Linked DNA regions of Mus musculus: regions 1, 3, 4, 5 and 6 are each linked to region 2. A link is a contact called in public promoter capture Hi-C data. All regions are on one chromosome and are shown on one strand. The core of a region is the stretch at or near the end of the contact, and the rest is flanking DNA. Distances in the headings are between cores, read along the strand shown.

Evidence for each region. Promoter capture Hi-C pulls out the DNA fragments that hold promoters and counts their contacts.
Region 1: a contact with region 2 is called in a promoter capture Hi-C map of pre-B cells. The contact joins the promoter of Zfx here to the promoter of Las1l in region 2. A contact is called at or near these places in 2 of 39 promoter capture datasets (liver and pre-B cells) and 1 of 115 datasets of contacts at active chromatin or transcription factors (astrocytes).
Region 3: a contact with region 2 is called in a promoter capture Hi-C map of pre-B cells, with 6 times the contacts expected there. The contact joins the promoter of Maged1 here to the promoter of Las1l in region 2. A contact is called at or near these places in 3 of 39 promoter capture datasets (cranial neural crest, liver and pre-B cells) and 1 of 115 datasets of contacts at active chromatin or transcription factors (astrocytes).
Region 4: a promoter capture Hi-C map of embryonic stem cells shows a contact between it and region 2, with 5 times the contacts expected there. The contact joins the promoter of Eda2r here to the promoter of Las1l in region 2. A contact is called at or near these places in 3 of 39 promoter capture datasets (the 3T3-L1 cell line and embryonic stem cells), 1 of 484 Hi-C or Micro-C datasets (embryonic stem cells) and 5 of 115 datasets of contacts at active chromatin or transcription factors (astrocytes, embryonic stem cells and epiblast stem cells).
Region 5: a promoter capture Hi-C map of erythroid cells shows a contact between it and region 2, with 21 times the contacts expected there. The contact joins the promoter of Fam90a1b here to the promoter of Las1l in region 2. A contact is called at or near these places in 3 of 39 promoter capture datasets (erythroid cells, liver and pre-B cells) and 1 of 115 datasets of contacts at active chromatin or transcription factors (astrocytes).
Region 6: a contact with region 2 is called in a promoter capture Hi-C map of pre-B cells, with 17 times the contacts expected there. The contact joins the promoter of Klhl15 here to the promoter of Las1l in region 2. A contact is called at or near these places in 5 of 39 promoter capture datasets (erythroid cells, liver, neutrophils and 1 more), 1 of 484 Hi-C or Micro-C datasets (B cells), 2 of 115 datasets of contacts at active chromatin or transcription factors (astrocytes and fibro-adipogenic progenitors) and 2 of 9 other capture datasets (adipose tissue and liver).

Annotation. Positions count from the first base shown.
Region 1 is chrX:94,120,660-94,125,356 of GRCm38.p6, forward strand. Zfx (zinc finger protein X-linked) reads right to left here and starts at 2,748. Exons shown (of 9, transcript NM_001044386.1): 1 at 2,409-2,748. It overlaps Gm46691 (a long non-coding RNA gene), which reads right to left. Exons shown (of 2, transcript XR_001782847.1): 2 at 4,590-4,697.
Region 2 is chrX:95,954,642-95,959,142 of GRCm38.p6, forward strand. Las1l (LAS1-like (S. cerevisiae)) reads right to left here and starts at 2,333. Exons shown (of 13, transcript NM_152822.3): 1 at 2,017-2,333; 2 at 1,234-1,359; 3 at 501-570. The coding sequence starts at 2,207.
Region 3 is chrX:94,540,011-94,545,027 of GRCm38.p6, forward strand. It overlaps Maged1 (melanoma antigen, family D, 1), which reads right to left and starts at 2,015. Exons shown (of 13, transcript NM_019791.3): 1 at 1,882-2,015; 2 at 1,241-1,314; 3 at 1-537. The coding sequence starts at 1,285.
Region 4 is chrX:97,375,859-97,380,832 of GRCm38.p6, forward strand. Eda2r (ectodysplasin A2 receptor) reads right to left here and starts at 1,351. Exons shown (of 7, transcript NM_001161433.1): 1 at 1,243-1,351.
Region 5 is chrX:94,363,591-94,368,235 of GRCm38.p6, forward strand. It overlaps Fam90a1b (family with sequence similarity 90, member A1B), which reads right to left and starts at 3,187. Exons shown (of 10, transcript NM_001362881.1): 1 at 3,041-3,187; 2 at 2,069-2,153; 3 at 865-1,000. The coding sequence starts at 980. Apoo (apolipoprotein O) reads left to right here and starts at 3,520. Exons shown (of 9, transcript NM_026673.4): 1 at 3,520-3,572. The coding sequence starts at 3,564.
Region 6 is chrX:94,232,635-94,237,060 of GRCm38.p6, forward strand. It overlaps Klhl15 (kelch-like 15), which reads left to right and starts at 2,296. Exons shown (of 3, transcript NM_001039061.1): 1 at 2,296-2,786.

The DNA.
Region 1 (4,697 bases), core at 1,498-3,997, 1.8 Mb before region 2:
GCCGTGGCCTCTAGGAAAACCACTCTCTAGGAGCAAGATTTCCAACCTGTTGCTGTCTATAAAAGTGAAGACACCGAGAGTGAAGAACTATCTAACTGTGAGACACATTTCCCACATAAGCATCTAGAAAAGTCAAATATTAATCAAAACATGCAGGAAGGCTTGCTTAGCAAATAACCTTAGTTAGCCTCTCAAACAAAACTCTCAGCAGGGAGCAAAACAGATTGCAAAGGGCAACTGAAGGCCACTGCTTTTTAATAACCATCCTTCCAAACTCATTTTCAAAACTGACTTCCTAAAAACATCATGGGAACACTTGTAGGAAAGTTCATTTCTCATCTTCTTCGAGGAGCACCAGGATTCATTTTCAACAATGGGAAATGAAATCATAGGAAACTCTGTTTACTACAGAAATAACAACTCTGAGTAAAACGTTATTTACAGTGAATATAGAAAAAGGACCAGCTGTCTAACAAAAATGGATCATTCAAAACTGCAATAAAGCATTTTAAAAGGGTAATAAAATCTGGCTTCTGACCACTCTTTGTAATTATCATCACTATAAAAACACTGGTCAGCCTACCACACAACCTACTTCTCTCAAACTTGTCCTAGCCCAACCGAGCTGATAGCTATCAAGCACAGATCCGGGTGTCGTCATCCGGGAGTCGGAGAGCTCCCGCACTTGCTTCCCACGGAGCAGAAGCCCTTGCCATTCGCGCTGCAACCCACCTTTGCAAGCCTCTACCTATACTATCCATTTCAGACAAACAGTAAATACTTGCTGTTCTCTAAAGAAACTTCACCCTTGAAACGCCCTTTGCCTGTCTGGGCCATCAGGCTTGTAACCTCAAAATGCCACCTATTTCAGGAACTCCTTCCTGATGCTTCAAACAGAAACCATGTCTGCTCTGAAACCCACTTTAACTCGGATGTAGCCTTCGCGCGGCACTTCTTACAGTTCAACATTTGCTCTTCTACTTCTGAACAACAAGCCTCCCACAGCCACCACTTACAAGAACCCTCCTTACTCTTTCTCAGCACCTAGCACAGCCGGCATGGGACGCCGAGGTTACCAGCAAAGTTGTACCGGGTGAGATCGAAAGAAATTTCATGGGGTGCGATTCCACTCTAAAAACCTCACAAACGGGCTACCACAGCGAATCAACGAAAGCTAGCTAATACGTCACATTACATCGTTGGATAAGAAAATAACTTTCTGCCCTTTAATTTTCCTCAGTTAAATAAATAAATATATATACCAAAATTCAAACGCAGCCTCCCAAGAAACTTGTTTCCACAGAAAGGAACACAAAAACTTCCCTCCGATATGCTAGTCTTCCGCTTTCGTAGGATGCCTTTTTCCCCCTATTGGTCAAAAGAGTGGTGAGAACTTTCCCATCACTTTTCTTTCTTTATTCACAGAGTCGTGAAAGCAACGATTGGCGGAGAAGCACCGCACCAGGGTCACCCTAACGGCCACGTCTATCTACCTCTGAGAAAATAAAGTCCTAAGAAAATGTCTCCGGCTCCACTACTGCCACCGCGGCAGATCACCCTGAAGCGGCAGCAAAGCGCCGGGAAAAGGCTCGGAGCCCCGGGGCCATACAGATGAGGTGGCTCCAGCGCCAAGACGGCCGCGATGGCCGCCTGCGGCAGCTCAACTGAAACACAGCGGAAACAGCAGCCAGTCACGGGGCTGTGGGAGGCTGGGCAGGAAGGTGGCGCTGCCGCCAAGCGCCTGGGATCCAAGTGCTCATCATGGCGACGAGGGCAATGGCCGCCATGGGGAGCGAACACGCCCCTGCGCGCACACTCGACGCCGCGCCCGGGCTCCGGTCCCCGTAGCTAGCGCCGCCGCGGCCCGCTCTCACACCCCCCCTCACGGGCTGTAGCGGAATTTTCTCCTCAGACGCCGCCTTCAAAATGGCGGCTCCCCCTCCCGGCAACCCCCTCCGTCGTAGCCTGCAGCAGGCGCCGGCCGGCCGCCATCTTGTCCCCCGTCCCTCTTCCCCCCCCCCTCGCCGATATTTACATAGCGAAAATCGGCCGGGCCGGCCTGCGGCCTTCACCTCATGCCTGCAGCCTTAGCCTCCTCGCCAGGCCTCGCCCCCGCACGGTGCCCCGGGTCGGCCACGTCGCCCACCCGGGACCCCTCAGCCGCCTCCCCAACCGCCGGGCGGCACTGCCCCGGTCCCCGCCCGTTTCCAGAACGCGCCTCGACCGCCGTTCTGAGCGCCCGGGCGCCACCCCGGGCCTAACTGCGGCCTCCTCGGGGCCTGCTCGGCGTCGCGCGCCACGCCGCCCGGCCTAGCGCGGGAGGGCGCCTTGCGGGCCGCCGAGCAGGCCGAGAGCAGGCCGCCGCGCGCGCACCAGGCCCTACGGCCGCAGTGGCGCCCCGGACTCACCGGACGGTCGTGCGGCGGTCGGCGACGGTGGCGGGTGCTGCAGGCCGGCCTTTCTCTGGAGCACTGGGCCGGGCTCCGGCTGGTGGGGCGGGCGGAGGGAGGGAGGAGGGGCCGAGCTCGGAGCTGACAAAAAGCGGCCCAGCTCCCCGGCACGGGCCCGCCGTCAGCACGTCACGTCACCGCCGGGGAGAGAGACCCAGGAAAATGCGGAAGGGTAGCTGGGCCCCCTCCTCCGCCCGGTGGGTCCCGCTGACGCCCCGGGTTGGCGCCCTTCACGCCCCGCAACCGGGGAGCCCAGTGGCCTCGCTGCGGCGGGGTCTCCGGCGGCCCGAGTTTCCGTGACAGCGCCCCCCTTCTTTCCACCTCCGCGCTCCCGCCCGCCACCGCCGCCACACACGCGCCGCCGCCGCCGCCTCGGCTGTAAAATCCGCACGAGGCCGTGGCCCACCGACACCGTCGAGAGGCGGGAGGCCCGGGCCACCCCCCACCATGTTTGTGGGCCGCGGCCACCCCCCGGGGGCCTTCGGGGACACCTACCGCCTCTCCGCGAGGGTCCCGGCCTGAGGCGGTGGCTCGAGTTGTTTGCAGGCCCGCAGACCCCCCTCCCGCCGTAAATGTGTGTGTGTGCGGTGTGTGTGTGTTTTCATCCCCGGTGCCTGGGGATGAAGATAAATTTAGCAACCCTCGCCGTCCCCTGCCTTCCCTTTAAAAAAAAAAAAAAAAAAAAAAACAACTTTGAAACAAAATGAAAATGGCCTTGCCAATTTGAATGGTGCAGGCAGAGTGTTGGGGGGGTACCTAGAATAACAACCAAACCCGGTAATTTTTTTTTTAATAAATAAGCTTTCTGTCGGGAAGCCAAATTGGTCTCTTTTTATGGGGGGGGGGGTTAGGTACATTTTGAAGCCTTTAGCACACTGCAGAGAATAGAGATTTTTAGTGCTATAGAAACTACACGTGTGTTACACTGGAAGTCTATGGATCATAACTTTTATGTATGTAATAATGCTATAACACTCTACAATTATCGAGATTTTTTTAAATAAAATTCTTAAGTCTCTTAAACTTTAAGAAGATAAAGAAGTGAAAGTATCTGATTCAACAAAATATTTATAAACTTAAAAATAGGAGTTTTGTGTTTTTCTCAATCCAGATCACTATGTGGCATTTTTTTTTTGCCAGACAGGGTTTCTCTGAGTAGTCCTAGCTGTCCTGAAACTTAACTTTGTAGACAAGGCTGAACTCAAGAGATCTACCCGCCTCTGCCTCCCAAGCGCTAAGATTAAAGGCATGGGCCACTACCACCGAAAAACATTAAACTATATAGTTTGTACATTACTGTAGACTCTAACATGATAGAACTTTTTGTGGTGTACTGGGGGACATAAGACAGTGGATATTTCGGGATATAGCCAATTTCTTGCCTCGGCCTCCCAAGTGCTGGGATCACAGACGTGTGCTCAGACACCCAGCTTGACATATTGGTAGACAGTGTTGATAGCTGTTTTCCCATAGTTAAGACATCTTTAAAGAACAAAAAGGATAAAGCAAATTGCAAACTGGGGTGAGGTGTCTTTAAACATATTCTAAGAATGTAAATTGTTTCATCAGCTTACAATCATAAAATTGTTTTTAAAAGGGAGACAGGCATGATAACTCAAACCTGTAATGTCCACAATCCAAAAAGGATTTTGGCAAGTTTCAGGCCAGACTGTGGTATATTCAGTGAGATTCTGTCACACACACACACACACCTAAGGGCCTCTACTTAATGTGAGCGCGCGTGCGTGTGTGGTGTGGTGTGGTGTGTATGTGTGTGTGTGTGCTCTCTTAGGTAGAACCTATACTAAGAACAGAAATTAGCATGGACAATGGGAGAAGATGGCATAAATCTGTAAAGTGTTCCTTCATTTTCCGCTCAGATCTACTAGAAATCTAGTAGATCTAGCTAGTAATCAGTCATTTTCTTATGGGGTTTTAGCTTCCTGCCATCAAAAAAAAAAAGTCGCTGGGCAATGGTGGCGCATGCCTTTAATCCCAGCACTTGGGAGGCAGAGGCAGGTCGATTTCTGAGTTTGAGACCAGCCTGGTCTACAAAGGGAGTTCCAGGACAGCCAGGGCTACACAGAGAAACCCTGGCTGGAAAAACAAACAAACAAACAAACAAATGTCTTTCAAATATAAATGACATCTTCATCATTTATAGGAAATTCGGGCTATGATACAGGCTGTATCGACATAAAATAAAATTAAGCAAGAGTACTTTAAGTTGGGAAATGAGAAAAGATC
Region 2 (4,501 bases), core at 1,083-3,582:
AGATCAGTATGTGAAGCAAACAAAATAAGCCAGGCTCAGACTCAGAAAGACAAGTGTTTCAAAATTTTTCTCACATGCAGAATCTAGATGTAAATTTGTATATGTGTGTATATATGTTTAGGGCAAAGAATAGAGAAAGAGGAGTGTGGGCAAGGGAGGAAGGGGGCTAACGAAAGGGACAAGGAGAGCAAGGAAAGCTAATGGAGTGTGACATGCACACAACAGGAAGGGTTATTTGAAAGAGGGTGGATAGGAGTGGAAAGCAGAGAAGGGCAAATAAAAAACAACTATAGCAGTAATATATGTACACGTGCCCTCGTGGAACATACTATTTCATGAGTTAACAACCACCAAAAACTTGAAAGCTAAGGGCCTAAAGCTTCTACTGGCTTATCTGGTAGTGATGAGCTAAACTGGTTGATTTGCATACCTTACCCCATGACCTACTTAGGAAGCCCTCCTAGAAAAAGAGAATGAGCAATGCAACCTTTCGCACATACCTCCTGAGCCAGGTATTTGAGGGGAAGGTTAGAACATTTTGTCTTCCTCTCTGAGATAAGATTCACAAACCTGGGTTGGGAGAGACATAAGTGGCATAGTCCAAAAAACTGTTTTACTCAAAATTCCTTATGAAGTACCTTTCTACTGACTTCCCCATTCTTATGCTTGGTGTCAGCCAGAGCAGGGATAGTCCCTACCCACCCCAACATTTACTAAGGGAAACAACACAGACAAATAAGACACTTCTGGTCTTGGCAAATTTGGTCTAGAATAATCATGACATATGTAGAACACAATATGCTGTAGATGTCAGAATAAATGACTACATGAAATAATATGGGGAACACAGATAAGTGACAGAAACAGAGGACAAAGGGAGAGACATCCAAACAGATTGAACAAGGCTTTGTCACATGAGAAAACTCAGTAGTAGCCCTCCCCCCAACATGTATGAAATATTCTGAATTTCATACCTCCTACACATTCTAGAAGGGAAGGAAGAACAGAAGAGAAAAAACTTTCTGGAAAAGGGAAAGAGGGTTGTGTGGACAAGACATACCTGTGAACAAGACATAGTCATGGCCACGTTAAAAAAACAAAAACAAAAACAAAACTCAGAGGTTGATTCACCCACAAAGGCCCATCCGTGGCTTTTTGTTTCAGGTAGTACCCGAATCCATGTTTACCAGTTCCCAAAGCCAACACCCCAGTCTTACCCTGTGCAGGTCTTACCTGACCAATGCCATGCCATAGAGCAGTCTAAGTTCATCAGTGCCCAAGGTACCGGCTGCATCGATGAGCTTGCATCTTACCAGGTCAGCAGTAGAAGCCACTGCCAGGGGCAGTTCGTTGCCTAACCTAAAGGGCCACAGCACCATCATAAAAATCAGTACATTGTTCTATCCTCTACCAGAGAAGCTTGGTCGTTGTACTATACACCCCCCACCCCCCCCCTACATACTGAAAAGTGCACGGAGATACAAAACCCTGTGGAAAAGACGGGGTCAAGTCCCCGGGATCCAACAATAATAAAGGAATTGAGAAGCTGGCTGGGGTGAACAGGACATCAACAGTTGTGTGGACACAGTCCGTTTTCTCCCCGCTCAAATTATTTAGGTATGGGAACCCCAAATCTCTATATCCCGCCCCCATCAAACGAACTGAGCCTTCTCAATCCTGAATCTAACCTAAACGGTGACAGTCCAATCCCTAACTGGAACCAGAAAGCCACCCTAACATATCAACCTACTCTTTTAGTCCCGGGCTCAGGTTCCCTCTATTTTGGACATAAAACTTAAACCTCACAGACACAAAAATATTATTGGAACGTACGCCCTGTTTTCCTTCGACGAGTACAGGAGCATGGCTGCAACTTTTCCCCAGGCACTTAGGAGAGAGGCACCATAAGGCAATTTCAGGGAAGGCTATAGAAGATGTGGCCGTAGGGGAATTCGACCAAGGAAGGAGTGAGGCACCACCAGCGCCCAGGCAGGAGGGTTGACCCGGCCGCCTTACCTGCTCCTCCATACTGTAATTCGGTTCAGCGCATACTGCTGCAACTTGTGATCATCGCAGAACAGATAAACCGTCACTTGCTCCCACTCAGCCCTGCTGAGCCAAGAGACGACGATACCCCTGGCACTCGGCGACTCAGGCTGGTTCTCTTTGAAGGACTGCCCGTCCCACGCACGCCACACGCGATCCATGCCCTGGGAGCCAAGAGCAGGTCTCCGCCCGGATTCCCAACCTCAACTGAAGTGCGCAGCATGCTGCGCTACACACTGCCCTTGCTCCAAACGGCACACCATTAGCCAATTGGAGAATATGACCCCGACGTCAGCCCGCCTCTCAACGTGACTGTAGCCAATAGGAACGTGGGACACAGGTCTGACGTGCGGAATTCTGGCACCGCTCGCTGCCGGAAGCGTTCATTCACAAAGCCGCCTACCCAGAAACACAGTCCTTTCAGCTTCTAGGTTCCCATAATTTCCTGTCTTGTTGAGCGTCGTCTGTCCCAGCGTGTATGGACTTTAAGGAGAAAAACAAAAACAAAACAAAACAAAGCTTTGCGCCCCTTGGCGGTCTACGGAAGAATTGCTCTCGATTACAGTACTTAGGGTGCTTTCAAGGTTCTTTTTTTTTTTTTTTTTTTTTTGGTTTTTGGCTTTAAGATTTGGTAGAACAAAATCGGCTTTCTTGACAAGTACTGAGTAAATTAATAGCAGCATGTTAGGAGGAAGGAAAGAGAACAGTGTGAGAAGGGTCAGAACCAGTAAAAGATGATAATAGGGGCAGGAAGTTAATATGAGCAAAGTACATGCGTGAAAATGTCATAACGGAACCCACTATCTTATATGTTAAATAGCGGTAAGAGCACTGACTGCTCTTCCGAAGGTCCTGAGTCCAAATCCCAGCAACCACATGGTGGCTCACAACCATCTGTAATGGGATCTGATGTCCTCTTCTGGGGCGTCTGAAGACAGCTACAGTGTACTTATTTATAATAATAGTAAATAAATCTTTGGGCCGAACTGAGCAGGGACTGAGAGAGCAGGGCTGACCTGGGGGAGCAGGGACTGAGCTCGCGGAGTTGATTGGAGCAAGCGAGGTCTAGAGGAGCAAGCAGGTTGACTGGAGCGAGCACAGGTCCTAAATTCAATTCCGAACAATCAGATGAAGGCTCACAACTATATGTACAGCTACAGTGTGTACTCATATACATAAAATAAATAAATAAATAAATAAATAAATAAATAAATAAATCTTTTTTAAAATAAAAGCATTACTAAGAAATATGTAAGCTGATAGATGCCCGTTGCACAGTGATTTAAGGCCTGAATGACTGGAATTAGAATTATCTTGAGAGTATAGAATCAGGGTTCTAGTCTTACCTTTCCTTTGCCACTATCAATGTGACCTTGGACAAGTCTCTGCCCCTTTCCTGAGGTTATTAGTCTAGACTCCAGTTATCTACCACATCCCTGTGCAAATGCTTTCAGTTAATACTCTTTCCCTTGCTTTCATATGACTCCCCATAACACTCATGAATGACTTTCATGTTTATCTCCCACTACAAAGCCATCTATTGTGTTGTTCTTTAAGTATTCTCCCTATGACGATAGCCTAAATAAAATAATTCTTCTAGTTGACCTGTGCATTTTGTCATTTTACTGAAGTTGGTTTTGTCTTTATTAATTTACCAGTGAGGACACTGAAGCTCAGCCCTGTGGCCTCGTATGGGACTGCTAAGAAAGGAGGTAAATGAGCCAGAGGTGGTTCCATTGTTCAAATGGCAGAAGACTGGAGTGCAGATCACCTGTTAACTCCAGTGCCACAGACACCAAACACCAATGGCTTCATCTGGCACCTGGATTCATATAACATACCCCAACACAAATACATATAATTAAAAACTCTAAAGAATTAAGAAAACATGTTTTCTTAAGTTATGTGTAACTCTAAGGCTAGTCTCAGTTTAAAATTCTCAGATACGGAGCTGTGTTCTCCCTGTTTACACTACTTAAGACCATGAGAACTATAAAAACAAGAGACCCCAGTGTTTAATACACTATCCCCAACAGTTATCCCCACTATGTTTCATATTTATCAGATGGTTCCTAAACAAAGGCATTACTGTGGTGTTTCTTGGATTTTCTTTTTGATATCAAGGTTTAGTTTATGTGTCTGAGTGTTTGTTTGCATATATATCTGGGTACCAAGTGTGTGCTGGTGCCCACGGCTGTTCCTGCCTCTCTTAATCTCTGCCTCTGCCTGTGCATTTCTTTTTTGTTTTGGTTTGGTTTTGTCTTTGTTTTTTTTTCTTTTTTTCAAAAACAATTTTTATTAGATATTTTCTTCATTTACATTTCAAATGCAATCCCGAAAGTTCCCTATACCCTCCCCACGCCCTGCCTGTGCATTTTGAACTCTCTCCTTATAGCACTGCCTCCCCACCCCTGCAGCTTCCCCTCTGCCTCTTTGCCTCCACCTCCTCTCCACC
Region 3 (5,017 bases), core at 765-3,264, 1.4 Mb before region 2:
GGCATCAGCTCCAGGGACCTTAGTAGTGTCATTCCAAGCCTTAGCTGTCTTAGGCTGGTTGTTGGTCATCTCATTGGCACTGGGAGACTGAGGGAAATTGTAGGTGGTACCGGGGCCAGCCTTAGTGCTATTCTGACCCTTAAAGGCCATTTCAGACTTTTTAGCTGATTTGCCTGTGGGTGCTGCCTGGGAAAAGTCAGAGGCAGCATGTGGACCTTTAGGGGTGCCATTCTGTGACTTAAAGGCCGCCTTAGACTGATTCTTGGGCATCTCCTTGGCATTACGTGCCTGAGAGTAATCATTTGGCCCCTTTGTGGTGGCATTCTGGGCCTTAAAGCCTGTCTTAGGCCTGGCAGCAGCTGCTGAAACCTCAGTATCAGCCTTCTCATTGGCAGTTGGGGGCTGTGAACTCTGGGGACTAGCATTTGGCCCACTGGCAGCTGCTGTGGCCTGGCTGGTGGGCGGAGCCTCGGAGATCTGGATGGCTTCCATCAAGGTCTGCACAAGCAAGGCGCTGTCTTCAACAGAGGCCTCAGCCTGCAAACACAGGAGGGGCAACATTTCAATCTCTGAGCCTTACATGGCAGACCAGAGGAGGGGGGGGGCGCGGCGCAACGCAGCAGGGGAGCTGTAGACAGGCGTCACAGTACTCAGACGTGGGGGCAGAGGCGGGTCAAAGGGAGGCGGGGCGCGAACAAAATTTAATTAAGGGTAGAGGGGGCAGGGCAAGGTGAGGGACAGTCTGTGGCAGCAGGGGCTGGTGCGGAATGTGGTGCAAGCTCTGAGCCCCAAATGGGTTTAGAGACGGACTGGTTAGGCTTGAGGTGGGGAGCTCAAGACCCGAGGAGGGAGGAATCAAGGAGGATAAGCCGAGAGGGTGGAGGGGGAGTCTCGCGGCGTGGAGAAAGGGAGGGTGGAGGCGAGAGGTTGGGGGATGGGGCGACAGACTGCTCTACACGCGTCAGGGTTATGGAAAAAAAATGGTTCCTTACCCAACCCGCATTCTCTGGGCAGAATGCCCTGACTAACAGGGTCTCCCCTTTCTCTAAGCAGGGACCGATGGCTGAAAAGGGCCGCCCCTCCCCCCCATTCGATAAACGCTAGAAATCTGAGAGCCCGCGGTGTCTAGGCCGGAAGAAGGGCAAAATCAGATCCTGCCATTCGCGCGACCTAAGGGGCCGGGGGTGGGCGTAAACTGTCAGCAGGGGAAAAATGGGGGAATTGGGAGCGGGGTCCTCACCTGGAAGCCGCGGAGGCCTGCACCGCCGTCCGGTTTCTGAGCCATAGCTCTCGTCTCCCTGGCAAGAGCAGAGCCTAAGGGGGGGGGTGTGGGAGAGAGGAGCTGGGCATTACACTACAGAAGGAAAAGACATAGGACCGAATTCTGTGTGCGTGTGTGCTTTGATTCTGGGGGCGGGTGAGGTGCCGAGTCCGGGGGGAGAACCAGGCCTAAGCGGAGCGGGAAAAGTAACCGGTCGTCCCGCTAGACCATCTCCAATCTCAGACGCGGCCAGGGAAAAGCTTCAGCGCTGCCGTTTTGGAGTCAGAGAGGAGCTGTGGATGCGGTAGTTTACGGGGGCGGGGAGGGAGGGCGGCGAGCGGGGAGACACGGGCGTCCGAAAAGTTGAATTAAGGTTCTGAATTCAGAGGAACCATCTAACGGGATCAAGGTCGGGAAATAGGATTCGGGGAGGGAACTGGAGAAAAGATTCAGGGGGACGGACGGAGTTTCAAATTAGAAAAGGGTCGGGAGCAGGGTCTGAATCCGGGAGCAGGCAGAGCAGGGGGCTTCCGAATCCAGGGTGAAGGGACTGGGAGAAAAGAATGGCGGAAGGACGCCGCGCCAGGGGGGCAGATGCCCCGTCTGGGGGCGAACCTCACCTTGCCTCAGGGCCGAACCCCAATCCCTTCGCTGTTTCCTTCTTCGCGACTCAAGAGGATCGGGAATGGCTCTGTCCGGCTCTCGGCACCCGCACTCTCTCCGCGTCCAGGAGAAAATGCCAGCGCGGCAGCTCGGGCGACCCCGCCTCTCCGCCTAATATACCACCCACCGCCTCTGGACGCGCCGCGCATGCGCAGCAGATCACTGTCCAAATAAGAGTCCCGCTTGCTTTCCCAACAAAAGCTTCATCCCAGAGCCATTGTTGCGCATGTGCACTTGGAGGAGAGCCCGCCTCCTTGCCAGCACACTATCCCACCGCCAACCAGGTTGACAGTGGACAAAGGTTCCTCCTCCCCTTCTCCTTACGCATCCACTCCTTCAACAGATGCGCAGCGCCTTTCGGTCCCACCCCCTGGCCCGACACACCAGCCCCCTACCTTTCTCCGCAATGCGTCTATGCTCAGTCCCGCCCTTTTTCCCGAACTCTCTCTAGCCAGGTCCGCAGCTCCCGCCCACCCCCGTGTGCAGAGCCCCGTAGGTAGGCCCCCCGCGGGGGTCTCTTATTTCGAAACATGCTAGGCCTCTGCTGAGTTCACCCACTCTACGACGCAGAAACCTTAAAGGCCAGAAAAAAAAAAAAAACCATTGCAGAGATACCGGAGCAAGGGTCGCCCGGGGGGGGGGGGGATCTATAGGTTTCCTCTCACTGGACTCAGAAAATGAGCTTTTTCTCTCGCCCTTTTGGCAGTTTTTGCCCATCGAAACCCTTTTTGAGGGCTGGGTTAGAGAGGTGAGGGAAAGGCGTTGGGCTGTGGGGTCTGCCCTGGGGCTTGTTTTTCTTGCAGGCTGTTTTAGGGAGATGGATGGAGTGCAACATTCTCATTTAACACACCAGGTAGCTAATGCAGAAGCCCGGGGCATTGAGCTGGTACCACACAGAAAGGCCAGAACCTGCCCCAGCACCGCTGCGCAGGCTGGTAATCCCAGCACTCTGGGGACTCAGGGAAAGCCCTGAGTTCCAGGCCAGCTGTGCAACTCTGAGACTTGATCTAAAAGACAAACAAAACCATCCATGAGGGGCCTGGATTTTCCTGAGTGTAAAATCTAGTCTGAGAACAGGGGCACTCCTTCAACCTCTATTGGAATAACAAGCTGTCCTCTCCCCAATATTTGTTCCATGGGAATAAGGCTTGTGTTCTAGGAGGCCTGGCATGTGTGGGGACCCTTTAGGTTCGTTCTGTGCTCCTCTTAGTAGGCAGTCTCCAGGAGCGAGACCGCAGGCTTTCTTGGTGACTGCTGGAGCGGCCAGAGCATTCAGGTGTGTCTGCCTTGTTCTTGCAGAATGAAGCTGGCCTTGGCTTTAGAATTCCGGGAGGAGTGTCTGCCCTATCTGTCCCTCGCTGTGTGAGTCCCCTGAGATATAGTCACTACACTTTAGTGGACTTCTCTGAGCCTGGTTTACTCACTACTATCCAAAACAGGAATCCCGCAAAGAGGGTCGTGCCCAAGGACACACAGCCAGCTGTGCTTCCAGGACAGCTGGGGAAACAAACGCAGAAAGATGGCATACAGATGCGAAATGACTCAATCCAAACCCATCCGTTTCCCAAGTCCCGGGCAGACCTTAGCGCGTTTCCCATTTATTGTGGCGTCAGCTCCTGTGAGGAGCCTGCATAGGAAAGAAGGCTAATGCTAGGAAGGACTGCAGCATTTTGTCCCCAAGGGCCAACATCAATTCTGCCAGGCTGGATGACTTCCCTCATCTGTTGCATAGCAACCTCCCCTGTCAGCTGCCTGTTTTTCCTCAGCACTTCCTCTGTAAAGTGTCTGCAGTGGGACGTGATCAGACTCAGGAAAGGAGGTCTGAGGTGCCATTTTATATTTTCTCTGCTTCCACGTCTGTATCTTCAGTCATGATCCAGCCTGTACCTTATGGACTTGCACCCTGCTGTCCCCTCCCTTCTCCAGGTGGATATCTCTTGATATTCTCAAAATTATTATTTCAAAATTTATTCATATATATATGAATATATATGTATGTATATATTCATATATATATGAATATATATGTATGTATATCCTCACCACTGTTTCCTTTAGTTTTGTTCTTTTTGTCACATGAGATTGGGAGTTTCTTTAGGGATATGGATATGGAAGTTTGCCCAATTTACTCGTTGTTGTACCTTCAGCACGAAGAACAATGCCTACCTAATACGTTTTATATTCTCAATAAAGATTGTTTGATAAATGAATGAATCACACAATCTACCCCATTGCTAAAGCTAGAAGCCTGAGAGGAAATTTTTTTTTTTGCCCGATAAATTCACGTATTATTTTTTTGTCATATACAGAGACATAATTCATTATGGCAACAGTTTATATTCATCATTGGGGATTGAAATATCTAAATGCTATCAAAGTTAAGTAATCAGTTTTGAATCCTCACCACCCTGAGCCAGTGGCTAAGGCTTTTCTGCTACCTTTCATATAGCATTTTTAAGCTCAGGCACAGAGCTTCTTACGTCAATAAGATAATAATGCACGTGGAAATATTTTAAATGGCACTCTTTTGCCTAATACTCCACATTCTTCTTTCAGGTCTCTCAGATGTGCATTGTTAGCATGATGTTTAAATCCCTGCTTGATCAAAGAGTCGTGTTTTTATCATTGGACAAGAACCAGGAGCATACGCATTTTTGCATGTTTTTATCTTATCAGAAAAATCTTTCTCTGCGTCATTCTTTTAAATGTTTAACGTTCTTTTTTGTGTCTGTTCATGTTGTAACAGGGATCCTGGTGTTAGCTGAGTTCATTTTGGGGGAAAAGGCAAAGGACTGAGTGAGCAGAAAAGACAAAAGGACTGGAATGCGGGGGGGGGGGGTGGGGGTGGGGGTGGGAAGCTTTCCAGAAGCTAAAAGGCTCTCAGGCTCTTTCCTTGGAGCTGGGAGGGGACACTGGGAGGTGAGAGTCTGAGGGGTGGGACATGAGTCTAGATGGGGTGGGACATGAGTCTAGATAGGCTGCTTTGTTGTTGTTTTAAATTAAAACCCCTGAGTCCTTCTATTTTTCTTAGTTCTTATCCAGATGTTTGTCCCTGAGCAGGCCTGTCTTTCTAACTTCCCCTCAAAGTGTATG
Region 4 (4,974 bases), core at 101-2,600, 1.4 Mb after region 2:
CCAAAGAAACCTGAGACAAATCTTCCCTCAGTACCTCTGGTGAAAAATCAAACACTCAAAAGGTGTCCAAAAACATACAAACAAGCAAGCAAACAGACAAAAACAAGCAAACCCATATCTGTCTTTCTCTAGCTCTAGTTGATATGGTCCTTACAATGACAACTTCAGAGAGTTTTGCTTGTATGTTTAAAGCTCATCTTGTGCAGTATTGGTTGTCGTCCTACACTCAGGATGAGTCTCTTAAGGCTCCAGGGAGAACAGCCTCTATATGGCTTAGTACTTCAAACTTGGTGATAGAGGGCAAATATTCAGTATGCATCATAGGTTGGATGAAAGGTATGGTGAGTCAAGGGGGACAGAAACTTTACCTGGACAGCGAGTTCCACAATTTACTACCTCTTACTGCCCTAGATGAAATTGGCCAGCGCTGCCAAAACCTGTCAAAATGAGATCTTACAGCCTGTTTTCCCAGCCTAGTCTCTGGCAGGTCCCTTCTCCTTTCACCCTGCCAGTTCTTGCAGCTGTCTGGGCCTTGGCCAGTGTTTGGGGTGAGGCCGGATCAAAATATCACTGTCCCGGGCTCGGCTTCCAGCAGCAAGTGATCAAATGAAACTCAGTCGCACTGGTGACGAGGCTGGACTGAAAGCCCCCATACACAGTGCCAAATTGCTTTTTACACAGGCCCGGACTTGCCCAGGCACCACGTGGGTGGGCTAGTTCAGCTTTCCACAGGATGCTCTGCTTGTCCAATCTGTTCCCTCCTCCTCTCCAAGAGCTAACTCCCAGGCTCCTTCTCTTCCTTATCTCTGGATCCCAGATGCACAGGGTTGTTGGACAAGTCCGGGCATATTCCCAGCGGCCATCTGGCCCCAGTTCGAACCTGCACAGGCAGGAACTGACTACTCAAAGCTGTAGGGATAACAGCGTTTCTGACATCTAGGAGAATGCTGTCAGGGCACAAACGGATAGAATGACTGAGAGCCACAGAATCCCTTCTCCCCCCACAAGTCATGCTGACTTTGTAGCACTCTTAGAGGGACATCTGATATAGTTCTCTGGTCCTCTATTTCCGTCCCTAGGTGCCACAGGTTCCAAGTGATTTACCACACGAAGGATGTTCCCACACTTACTCTGTCAAGATCAAATGGATGGATCTTACAATGGGATTCTTTGAACAAAAGCATTCGAGTACAGAGCAGACACCCAGCCCAACAGCCGCCCCTCAGCCCCCAGATGGCATACCGCTCTCACAATAGGTGGAATCCGTTGCAACCAAGGTTCTGCTGGAGTCATTTCACTTCCACGTGTAGCAACAACAGATCAAATCCATCCTCTATTTCTTTCATGTTATGCCTATCCCCGTCCCCTCCCCTGTAAGGAATGCAGGACAGCTATTGGACCATTTTATAAGTCTGGGAGTGGTTATGCAAATAAACCCCGCCCCTGAAAGGACAGTGTGAGTCTGGCGGGTAAACACCGGCCAAGTCACAAGTCTGGCAATAGTTACTAAAGCTCCAGGAACTGAAGCTGGGTCTAGGGAGGGAAGGGCCCAAAGTTAGATCTAGCCTAATCTGTGGGGAGGAAGGGAGGAGGCAGCTAGCAAAATGCAGCTTTTTTTTTTTTTTTTAAGTTTTTAAAGTTCATGTACATGATTTAGCAGGCTTGGGGTTCCAGAGAAAGCCAAAAGTTGAAAAAGTAAGGATTCTCAGACACGAGGAGAAGCTACTTTCTGGCTCTGGCTTTGCATTTTTATATTAATACCTTCAGAAGTTTAAGAGTTTTAACAGAAAATATGAAGCTTGGGAAAGACTACTAAAAATGAAGAAAAACTGAATCCTATACTTCACTCTGAATTTAAGCCATCCTTTGACTTCGGTTGGGTCTCTGGGTCTCTTGCTACACATACCTATTATGGTACACACATACAGACACTATATATATATGCTCTTCCAACAATGACACTTTCTTAAAGTCTCACTTGACAGACAGAAGTGGGGGATGTCCTGGAACACATTGTAAATAGGAAGAAATGGAAGCTTGAGACAAGGTGTAGAGGAGAGAACCAAACAATGTGCCTTGAGAAAACTCTGGAACCTCATCTGGCCTGAGCAGTGCATGAACAGGAATTAAGAATCAAGTCTCAAAGGCTGAAAACCTTTGGAGGAAAACAGCAGAATTGGATTAGAATAATGAGTAGAATTTAGTGATATACATGTGTATTTTGAATATAAATACATACATGCATACAAATATTCATACATACATACATGAATACATACATACATTCATATACTTTGGGGTCATCTGACATTATCTCTGAGAATAAACTGAAAATTCCTAACCTACATAGCTAATTTTGTCCTGAGTAGGGACAAGGGGTGACTAATAGAAGAAGAATCTGCCTCTTCTCCCAGAGATGGCATTTTTTTCTAAAACAGGAGCTCTCTGATTTTCCTCTATCTTCTACAAACAAGAATGTCTAAGCTAACTGAGATTTGAGACTCCATTGTAGTAAAAAGAATGCTGGTTTGAGGATTAGGATACTCGACCTCATATGATGTCTCTCAGTCTTGCTTTCTGTATTTGAAATTTTAAAAGGTTTTTAGCCTTGATGGTCTTGAAATTCTAAAAGTGGTGCTTCTCACATGCCAATGTACACATATAGTCACATAGTGTTTCTGATAACACACAGATTCAAAGTTAGTATCACCAATGTAAGGCTGAGACTGGTTTTCTATCAGCATTCCCATTTGATATAGTTGCATCTGAGTTTCAGACAATGAATTTTACAACAAAAGTCTAGATGGTAGACAAAAGCAACATCAGCTGCTCATCTCTGTTACCCAGATTCTATACAATGATCAACTTGTGAAAAAGACAGGCTTGCTTGGACTCATAGTATTGGAGCTTTCAGTCCATGGATGGTTGCCCCTGTTTTGTTGTTGTTGTTTGGTCTGTGGTAATTTAGCTTATTATAAGTCAGTGGCACAAAGCTATTTACATAATGGCCAGAATTCAAAAGAGAAACCTTTCAAATGATATGGGTCTCACTCTCTTTTTCAAAAGGTAGAGTCCCACTTACCAATATAGTTCCCACTAGACCTCACTTCTTAAAAGCTCTAGTAGCACCATGGGTTACTGTCCAAGCTGTGGGCAAATGGGCCCTTGGGAGACACTTCAGATTTAAATTAAAACAAATCAATCATGTAATTTGTGCTATTTGGTCACTAACAACCATCTTTTGAGGTAAGATTTACTATACAAATTTTTTGCCAAAGTGAATCCTAGTACTCCATGATGTCTGGAAGAAACATGAAAGGAAGGTTGCAAAAAACAAAAAAAAAAAAAAAAAACTTCAGTCTTTAAGTTATTGTCATATTATTTGGAAAATATCTCTAAGCAACTCTGCCCCATCCCATAATTTGTCTAATAGTAGAATAATTGTTGATCTTCACCGAGAACTTGACAACCATTCTTTAACACATTTTATCAATTAATGTATGTATTCTAACAACTTATGAGATCAGAAATAACAGAATAATCCTTACTTTTTTTATAACCTCGCATATATTTCACTAGCATTTTCTGTCTCTAAAATTCATTCTAAATTTCATAATTCAGAACCATTACTTCAACTGTAGCTATGTGTTCTCCTTCTTTTTGTAATTTCCCAATTCTAGTCATTTATCAGCATAGCAGCCAGATTGGCCCTTTTAAAATATTAGTAAATTCAACCATTCTGTTAGTGTGCTTATTCATAGTAAAAAGCCACATGTATTGATTGTGATTTATAATACTTTATAATTTACTCAACTCCCATCTGAGAACCATCACCTACCATATATCTCTGATCTAATCTACTATTGCATTTTATCAATATGCTCAACATTTTAGTATCTTTGGTTTATTTCTCCTAATACTTGGAATGCTAAGAACTCATCTTTGGACTTGTGGTTTTACAGCTTAAACATTTCTTCAACAGCCAACATCATGGCCCTATTCCCAGTCATTATTATGACTACATCACTTCTTCTAGTTCCCCATTCAAATGTTTTCAGAAAGAGTACCAAGAATACCCTAATATAAGCTAATGGAATTGCCCCTGCATTTTGGACTCAAGTGAAAGAGCTTTTCCTCAGTACTAGCTCCAAGTACCCTAGGTAGAGTATGGCACTGAGTCAGAGTAAAGCTCTCAAATATTTTCTCTATATGGAATCTATTTGAGTCCCATGGGCAATGGAAACTGAGTTGGGTCACTTCATTTCTTTGGGCTCCCCCATCATGGAAGTTATTTCATGAGAACAAAGAGTATAATCCTAGCTTCTCTGATTATACATCATTGTTAGAACCTACCTTACATACCTAACTGGAGAATAGTCAGGTCCCGTCACCCCATGAATGTATATGGCTGAAAATAGGTTCTTCTTGGACCGCACACAGAGATGGCTCTCTAATGTCAACTTTCAGATATTCCTCATGCCACTTAGGAATATTAGTTTTACTGAATTCTCCAAGAAGCCAGACTAGCTTCTAATTCAAGGGTAAAAGATAGTTAGAGTGACTTATTATAATAAAAAAGGGGCTATTCAGTTGTTTGAAAGCTCTTTCAGTCTGTAAGATCTAAAGAGTGGAAATGAAAGCCATAGAATTGACCCTTTGGTTTCTAGTATGTCAAGCAACATCCATGACATACACAATCAGTTTCTTCTGTCTGTTATTCAGCATATGTAATATGTGTAAATAAGTTTGTCCACAGCTGTCTCACTGAATGGCTTGGGACTTCTAGATTAGAAGTCTAGGATATAAAAAAAAAAGTTACTTTTATTCATGTGATTTTTTTTTCAAACTTCAGCTAAGTTCTAGCATAGTTAATTAGTGTATTCTCTCATCCTATACCATGTTTCTTTCCATTTGCCAAAAATAACTATTTCAAGCTCATTCCTCTTAGTCAAGACTCAAATGCTACTCTAAAAC
Region 5 (4,645 bases), core at 1,937-4,436, 1.6 Mb before region 2:
GTGTGCCTGCATATGGGTATGTGTGTATGAGTGCGGGTTCCCGCAGAGGCCAGGAGTGCTGCATCCTGTGGAGCTGGAATCAGGAGGTTGTGAACCACCTAACACGGGTCCTGAAAACAGAACTGTGGTCCTTAGGAAGTAGCTCCTAATCACCAAGCCATTTCTCCAGCCCTTCTTTCTCACTTATAATGTGTAATAATAAAACTGCTTAAGAAGGTTGTAGTATTAGCAAGTAGATGTGTTAACATGCTTTAATAAGTTACAAAATTCTAAGGTCATAATATTCAACTCAAAGGTAATTAAAAAAATACCAAAATTTGGGAAAGCATGCTTATGGATCGACAGGAACTTAGCATAACTGTCTTCTGAGAGCAGCTGACCGAAACAGACAGAGGTCAGGGATTCTTGTGGGTGAGTTGGGTGAAGGTTTAAAGGCCCTGAAGGGGGATAGGAATTCCACAGGAAGACCAACAGAGTTAAGATGCCTGTACCCTCAGGCCTCTCAGAGACTGAGGGCTGCCTTGATCCAGCCTCAGTGGGAGAGAGTGAGCCTAACCCTGCAGAGACTTGATGCTCCAGGGTGGAGAGAAACCCTGGGTGGGGCCCACCCTCTCAGAGGAGAAGGGGAGGGGGAATGGGAGAAGGGGCTCTGGGATGGGGGGACCAGGAGGGGGAGGTAGCGTTTGGGAAGTAAATAAATAAGAAAAAAAGAAAAAACCCCTCAATTTTAATTTACACATTAAGAAAACAAACACACAAACAACACAAAAAAACCAAAACAAACAAATAAACAAAGAAGGTGGGTAAGTTCGTTATTTGTCTAGTTGTGGAATTACAACAGAAGGCAAAAGGATGGCTTCTTACGCTTTTCTTGCCTTTATCTTTGCAGCACGAGCAGAGAATGTCCTGCGGAGCTTTTCTGGGAGCTGACTATCTGATTTTGGACCACCAGAACCTGTTGTATTTGAGGACTTTTCCATTTTCCCTACAAAGAAATAATCTGAACACACATAACATTAAGCTTTTAAGGTTATAATCCTCACGTTCTTATATTTGGACTAGACTCAAATGTCCTATGATTGTTGTGTAAAGTTTTGAATCCCTTTAAGAAGAAAGCAGTGTGCTTTTAGTGTTGTGTCCAGTTTGTACCCTTTCCATACTGAAATACCACATGCTATGTCAGAAAGACTGGACCTCTCCATAACCTCCTAATCCGTCTCCCTTTTGCCCATCTTTCTCCTTCTAGTCACTGTAGCACTGAAGTTAACTTGTCTTTTTGGGACACAGGGTCCCACGTAGCTTAGGCTGGTCTCAAATTCAATCTGTAGCAGACAGTAGCTTGAAGCTAAACCTCCTGCCCCAACACCCCATGTACACTGGGATTACAGATGATCACCACCACACCTGGCTCTTGAAGTTAGCTTTTTGGAGCAATAATTCAGGATTGGTCATTTTCCTCACAAACTCCTTACTGGCAGGGGATATTTTTCTGAGTGGAGAATTTTACACATTTTCTAAAGATTTTTTTTTGGTCCATTTTTTACTGAACACTTGTGAGACTAATCAAATTGCTTAACCTCTCCGTGGTTCCGTCCCCCTTTGGTGTTTTGATCAGTACGTAAGAGATTACTGATTCTACCAAAAAGTTTTTACTCTTTTAAGTATTACATTCCCGTCTGGATGAAGCTCCCCAAATTCTTACTCATATCTTCAAAATACCTTTTAAAAGGAAATTTCAGTAACACGTGTCTTCTTTATGCATAAAATAAAAATTTAATAACGATTGTACTTTTGTAGTAATGAGCATAAGTGATATTTTTAGTTAGCTGCTGTGACTGTAAATGGTTTGAAAATACCTGCTTTCTATTGGCGACACTCGCAAGTACTGCTAATACTAAGGTTTGTTGCCTACACCGTACTTAAATGCTAAAGTTCAGTTAGAGTTTAGTGAAGGTGAAATTGTCATTTCCTTCTTTTCCTAGTTCACATACCCCCGCAACTCCTGGCATTAAGCAAGCGCTTTGGCTGTAACTTATCATCACCATGCTTCCCACTTCTAAGATGTTACCTTACTGATGCAGACAGAGCCTTCCGAGTCTATTCAGTATTTCTCCTCAGGGTCTGGAGATGGAGATGGCTCGGAACACACAATTCTGTTGAGAAGGGGGAAAAAAAAGCCGCTCGTAACATTTGGAAGTTGGTCCGGCAGTAGGCTGAGCTCTAGGGCTTTCTCCTCCCTGAAACTTTCGAACACCGCAAAGTCCCGCTTTAAAAAAAAAAAAAAAAACCAAAAAACTTTGACCACAAATCACTGAACTAAAGCTCCGATACTACATACTACGACAAACCTAACTTCTTACCGAAGCGCTCCAGCTTGTCCCAGACGCGCGGCGCGCCTTTTCCTTCTCTCTCTCTCTCTCTCTCTCTCTCTCTCTCTCTCTCTCTCTCTCTCTCTCTCTCTCTCTCTCTCTCTCTCTCCCTCAGCGAATAAAAACCCCCCTAATTTCCTTAAGGACAGGTGTGTCCCAATCAGTCTCTGGGTAAAAGGACAAGTGACCTTACACTGAAAAAATCTCCGCATCTCCAGGACGCCCGCCCACAGGGCTTCTTCCATTTTCTGTCGAATTAGGACAGAAACGAAATATGAAATACGCCGTCTTTATCGGACCCGCTAGTGTTCCCTGAGGCTAGCGCTGAGATTTCAAGAGGCAGCCTACCTGGAGTTGAATCCTAGCCTTAGATTTTTCACAGCCTTGGACGCTCGGCCGTGACAATTGTGCCCATAGACTTGGGTGGAAAAAATGAAATTATTAAACCAGCGACAACGCCAGTTTTTCTCGCAAATAGCCAAATACTGCCATTTTACGTCTACAAGTATTAAATGGGACCAATATTTGATTGTCAGATTTACACTTTAGTACTTTAAAAAGAAAAACACCGGTACCGGTCATTTTTTCACAAGTAAGCGACATGTTACATTTAGTTTAAACGTAAAACTTAAGGACCGTTCAGCGCAAGGTAAATTCTTTAAGGGAAAAACCTTTTATGAGGTAAATCGATGCCCCAAGGTCGGGTCGATCCGCTGCTTCTCCCTAAGAGACTGGTGCAGTTTACCCTCGTCCGTCGGGCGCCACCGCCTGGCTGCCTCAGCGTGCAGGATTCTCAACCCTCGCAGCCGGAGCCTGGCAGTGGAGGCGAAAGCCAGTCCCCGGCGCGGCAGGGAGCCAGAGAACCGCCTTCTTCTCACCACAGCGTGCGGCCGCCCACACGGACCTGCAGCCTTTTGCCGCCTAGCAACAGCCTGCAAGGAGGCAGGACTGTCTAGGAGGCGGGGTTTGAATTTGTTAGGTTCCCGCGCGCGCCTCTCGGTTGCTAAGCAACGCGACACGCCACCTAGCGGCGCAGGCCGAGCTTTTGGCGGGTTAAGCTGGCGTCACAGCATCATCTCGTGCTCGCTCGTGGTCAAGGGAATCAGGATCTAACCCGGCCACCGTAGTTGCCTTTTTTATAGTGGGAGGGGCCAAGGGAGGGGTGACCCTGCCGGAGCCGCGGCTGCCAGCGACATGTTCAAGGTGAGAATGTGGAGCCGGGTCACAGCTGTCATTGTCCCCTCTCAGCCTCCAGGAGCCCTCCCCACGCTCCCGGGCGTCTTTTTGGGGACCAGACTCGGTTCCTCCTGAGGCCTTTTTCACCTCCGGGCTAAATTCTGGCTTGGCGGCGGTTCATTCAGCACTCGGTACCAGCACCTGTGAGGTTGTGGAGTGAAACCCTAGATTGGTGGGATCGGCCCTTTGAGCTCTCTCGCGAATGAAACACTTTGAAAAGTTAAAACGCCTCTATCGTGCCCACCTCCTCGGCTAATGCCCTTTTGGGGTTGTGGGGAGGATGAAGCCAGGTCTGGGCGCTGCAGGGTTTGTGGCTTTGGTTGCTTGGCAGGATCAAGTTTCAGAACCTGGCCCGTGGGTGGGGGAGGGTCAGCTTCGGAGGATGTCGGGGATGCTGGCTTGGGGCGGGGCGGGGGGGTCTCTCTCTCTCTCCCCCTCATCCCCCCCTCTCTCCCTCCCTTCCCCTCCCTCCCCCTCCCTCCCCCTCCCCCCCTCTCTCTCTCTGTGTGTGTGTGTGTGTGTGTGTGTGTGTGTGTGTGTATGTAGCTGGAGCTTTACTGCCCAGTGAGCATTAGTATGAAGTCGACTCTTCTCCCCTCTTACAGTTTTTTCGAACTGTCCTCCATAAGATGGACATTTACAGTGAAGACTTTCAAAAACCTGTATTTTAGCATAAATTATTCTTTCTTAAACGGCAAATATATTTTGTCATTAAAAAAACCCCACAGGCTGTGCACACCTTTAATCCCAGCACTCAGGAGGCAGAGGCAGTGGATAAATTCATGAAGATGAGTTCGAGGATAGCCTGGTTTACGTAGCGATTTCCAGGACAACCAGTGTTACATAAAGTTTCTGTCTTAAAAAATAGCCACAGGCAGCCAGAAATCTACAAAATCAAGTCTCAAGAAACACAATATTTACAGAATGGTGCTAATGAAATTTCAGACTTGTGCTCCTCATTTCAAAGTTTCTTGCAGCTGCGGTGGGTGTTTGAGGCACAATAGTAAGGGCTGCAAAATGAGACCATGGCTTCTGCCTTC
Region 6 (4,426 bases), core at 1,046-3,545, 1.7 Mb before region 2:
ACACTCATACATATTGGCAAAAAAAAAAAAACCCCAAAAAACAAAAAACAACAACAACAAAAAACCAAACCAAAAAACCCACAAACAAACAAACAAACAAACAAACCCTTCACTTTCAGAAACAGGAAAGTCGTTTTGAAAAGATTTTGGGCAGAGCAACAGAAGAAAATGCCAGATGAGATCACATGACGCCAGAGAATGTGTATACTGATCAGAATACGTTGTGACACCACTCACTGTTATACATACCTATTACACCAGACAAACACGTCTGTTTTCCAAGTCAGAAACAGAAAGAAACCTCTAGACAGATCACTCACTTATGGTAATGTATAGCTTAAAATGCATGTCTGTTAGTTAATGTAAAAAAATTCAACTCTTTTAGCTATTTATGACATATAAAACATAAAATTCAGACATTGAATGTGTGCAATTGAAAGTTAATTTTATAGTTTAAGTTTTAAATGTGTTGTTTTAAGGTAATACATTCTGGGGTAATCAAGCAGTAATATACAAAGATAGCAAACTAGAATTTAAGATCTTGTTACTATCTTTTGTTTACTATCTTTTGTTTAAGTGTGTATGTGTGCAGGCATGACACATGTCAAGGTCAGAGAACAACTTGTGAGTGAAGAGAGTTCTCTCTTCCACTCTGTGGATCCTGAGGCTAGAACTCTTGTGGCAAGCACCCTTACCTGCTGAGCCAGCTCACCCACCCAACCAGCTAGGATTTAAAAATAACCAACACAAATAAAGGCATTAAAGGGGCTACTGGAAAAAACAGAATAGGTGAGACAAGTTTTGAACTTTCAGTGTTTAAGTCAGAAAAGAGATTATTTCCTATTTTCAAAATAATAATTATTTTTACAATGAAGTAGTGTACTTCAGCAAAACAGTACACGATGTGCTACTTTGGCCTCTTGGGAAATGTGGCATGTTAATCAAGTTTGTTAGAAAGAGATACTGATCACTTTTAGTCACAGTCTCTTGAAAAGTTCATCAGGATATTCATTTAGAGAGAAGTGGCGATGTGGGGGTGGGGGATGGGCTTCGGTGGTGGAGCTAGAGACAGGGGAAGCAAAGAGATCTGTTAAGATCAGAAATGGTTAACGGTTGTCTTAATTTTTAACTGGTCGTAGAACCAGTGGCTTCAACTGTGTATTTGTCATCTACAGCTCTCTTACAGAGATATATAATAAATTTACAAAAGTCTTACAGTGTATTTCCATTTTCTTAAATCAAGTAAGGGTAGTATTTAAAAGCCATGACCTAGAATTCTAGAGCAGATTTGTAAAACAAACAGACCCCTCCTCAAGGAACAACTGAAATTGGTGCCTTCTGTATATTCCTTCTTGCCTATTTTGATGCAAAACAAACCCGCTTTTTTAGCTCGTACTTTTCTACCTTTGGTGAAGATAATGCCATTTTCGATGACTCTTTCCATCTCTGGGAAATTTGCATGTGAAACATGTAATTTGCATGCGATAAGCTAAGTGGAACCGTGACGCAATGATTCATTGCAAATTGCCTTATAAAAAATGATTGCCATTTGGCGTCCACCTAGTCACTTTTATAACAGGTACCATTGGCAAAACTCCCCTCATCCGACGGTGTGCAAGATGCAAAAATGGAATTTTCCAGGTTTCCTAGCCCTCAACTTGCGCACTGTGTGTTCGCTGCAGCGCCACGGGGCCCACCTCCGGGCCAGGCGGAGTGACCCTGCTGCAGGGGTGGAAGTGCACGGCCGAGTCTCTCCAGCCTCGACGGCAGGGCTCTGAGGGTCAACCTCAGCGGATCCCTCCTGCAGAGCCCCTCTACCTCCTTTCTCTCTGGCCCCGGCCCCGCCGCGTCACCCCCCAACCCCACTACAGTAGCAGGCCCGCCTCTGGGGCAAGGCGCGCAGCTGGCGTGGGACAACCCTCCCTCTACCCGGTTCCCACACCGGCTCCCGTTCCGTGGCGCCGGAAGTGACGCGCCTGGGCTGAAAGATGGCGGCATTGGCGTTCAACCAGGGGGAAGGTAAACACCCGCCAGGCGGCGCGCCGGCCCCCACGGGGCGCCTTCAGGGGCTAAGGGGGCCTCCCAGGCCTGCTCCCTAACCCACGGCTTCCAGTCCCCGCCCTCTCTCGGGGACAGGCTCGGCTCTGCGTCCTCGAGACCCTGGCCCGGGCCCCTAGCCCGTGGGCCCCGCCCCCCTGGGCGGGCCCCGGGCGGCTCCCTCGGCCCGCAGGGGGCGCGAGGCCCGGAGCGGCCCCTGGCTCGTGGCCCTCTCACGCCCCGCCCCTTTCCCGCCCCTTTCCCGCTTTCCTCCACCCCCGGCGTGGGTGATCCCGAGGCTCCGCGCGCTTTGGGGGCAGAAACCCGGAGACGCCGTCGTGTATGTGGTTCCCGCTGGCGTTTCTGTTGCCCTCGGCCCCCTCAGCTGTCCCCCAGTTGGTGGTCCTGAGTCGCCTCTCCAGCCGAGCCCCGTGCAGTGCCGCGACATCCCCCGGTATTGGCGAGGCTGGGCCCCGGCCCCGACGCCGCGCGCGTCACGCCTAGCCCAACTGTTTGGACTCGCCACTCAACCGCTGTCTTCTTTCCCAGGACTGTTTCTCGGGGGGCCTCGGGCTTGCGAGCTCGCCCGGCGCCGGAGCGCTCCGGCCCGGCCAGGGAGCGGCCCCTTGTAGAGGTTCGAGGAGCTATCGCGGTCCATCCCGGCGCCCGACCCTCCCACCGTTCGGCCACTGGCCCACTTCTTCCTGATGCAGACTGCCGTCCACTAGAGGCTGGACAGGACCCCCGAGGTGCGTAGCCGCCCCTGGCCGCCGGCCTGCGGAGCCCAGGCTTTGCTCGCGGCCCCGAGGAAGGCACGGGTTCCGTGGCCCTCACCGCACTGGCCGCACTCAAACATTTTGTAGATGCTGGGAGCTAATTTGTCTTTTGAGTTTACTTAAATTGTTTGAAATGTAAATTTTTTTCTGGTGGGAGGGGGGAGAGAGAGAGAGAGAGAGAGAGAGAGAGAGAGAGAGAGGAGAAAAAAAGGAAGAAGCATAATTCAGCCATTTTTTGCAGCATAGAGCTGCAGGTACCATGATTATTTCCCCCTTAACCGGTTCCTTCCCTTTAAAAATCCTGTTTGTGCCTTAAATAGAACTATGCGAAATGTGCGGCATAATGCGTGCGGCATAATCAGAATGTCTGGGTCCGACTGGGCGACTGAGAAAATCTCGCACTGAGGAGATCTCGGACGGAGCCTCAGTTTCTTATCTATGCGGTGTAGTCGATAATAGCCACATCAGAGAGGTAGTGAGGACTATATGAGGTCATATATGTGAAAATAATCTATAGCTGTATAGTGGTGTAGGAAAATGTAAGGTCATTTTCTTTAGGTAACCTTTGCTTGAGTGGTTAATGTGGCTAACTGTTGCTGCCTCTTCATTTCTATATTATAAGTAAATAAGGACTAGCAGAACAGCGCAGTGATGGATAGCTGTTTAATAGTCAGTGTTCGTTGGCCTTCCCTCTACAAAATGCCAACTGCTTATTTAAATAACGGTATCCTTTAATTCAAATTTAATGTTACTGTAGGGCTTTTCATCTTTCTAGGCCTCTCAGCCCCCTTTCTTATTCAGAATATTTAACACCTTATATTTATTTAGTCTTTTTTATTTTTAAGAGGTTCACTTCCTTTGTCAATCTGATTTACTGTTGTCATTTTAAAAGCGTGTGTGTTTTTTAATTTCAGTGTTTGCTTTTCGTATCTACAGAACAGGATGACTGAATACTTCTAATCATTTGAAAATGGTTTTTCAAGAGCTTACACATGCATCCATGTTTCTCTAATGCTCAGTAGATCCAGCAATGTACAGGGAATTTCAACTTGTTAGCACTTCATGCAATATTTGAGGAATTCAGTTCTTGTTTTTAATCACAGCACTTAGTAGGTGCTTTGAGTCCCATTTCATCAGTGGTAAAGGATGTTAATACTCTTTACTACCTGTTAATTGGCAAGAAATAAGATAGTAAATATTTGTGGCTCGAAAATAGAATTTACTTTCTAGAGTTTCAAAACTGTAGAATGTTTTGGCTTATAATAGTCAATTAAAAGCGAAAGGAGCATTTTGGAGTATATTATTTTTAGTCTTCTTTTTTTTTCTGAGTAGATGTTAAAATTTTAATTCCCTGGTCTGATGCCAGTGGTCTTTCACAGTATGCTTGTGTATTTTTTAAAAAGACAGATTAGGTTGGAAAAGGAACAGCCAGCTTTAAAGTGACTGCTTTTATATTTTGGCTTTATCCCTTGTTCTGAAGATAATTTTCACAGATCACTACTTTACTGAGCATTTCTGAGTTTGACCTCTCTGCCTTGCTGTGGGTTATCATGGAGCCAAGGCTGACTTGACTGGCTTCATGGATGTTCAGAAGCCAGGCTTTAGACTTGGTT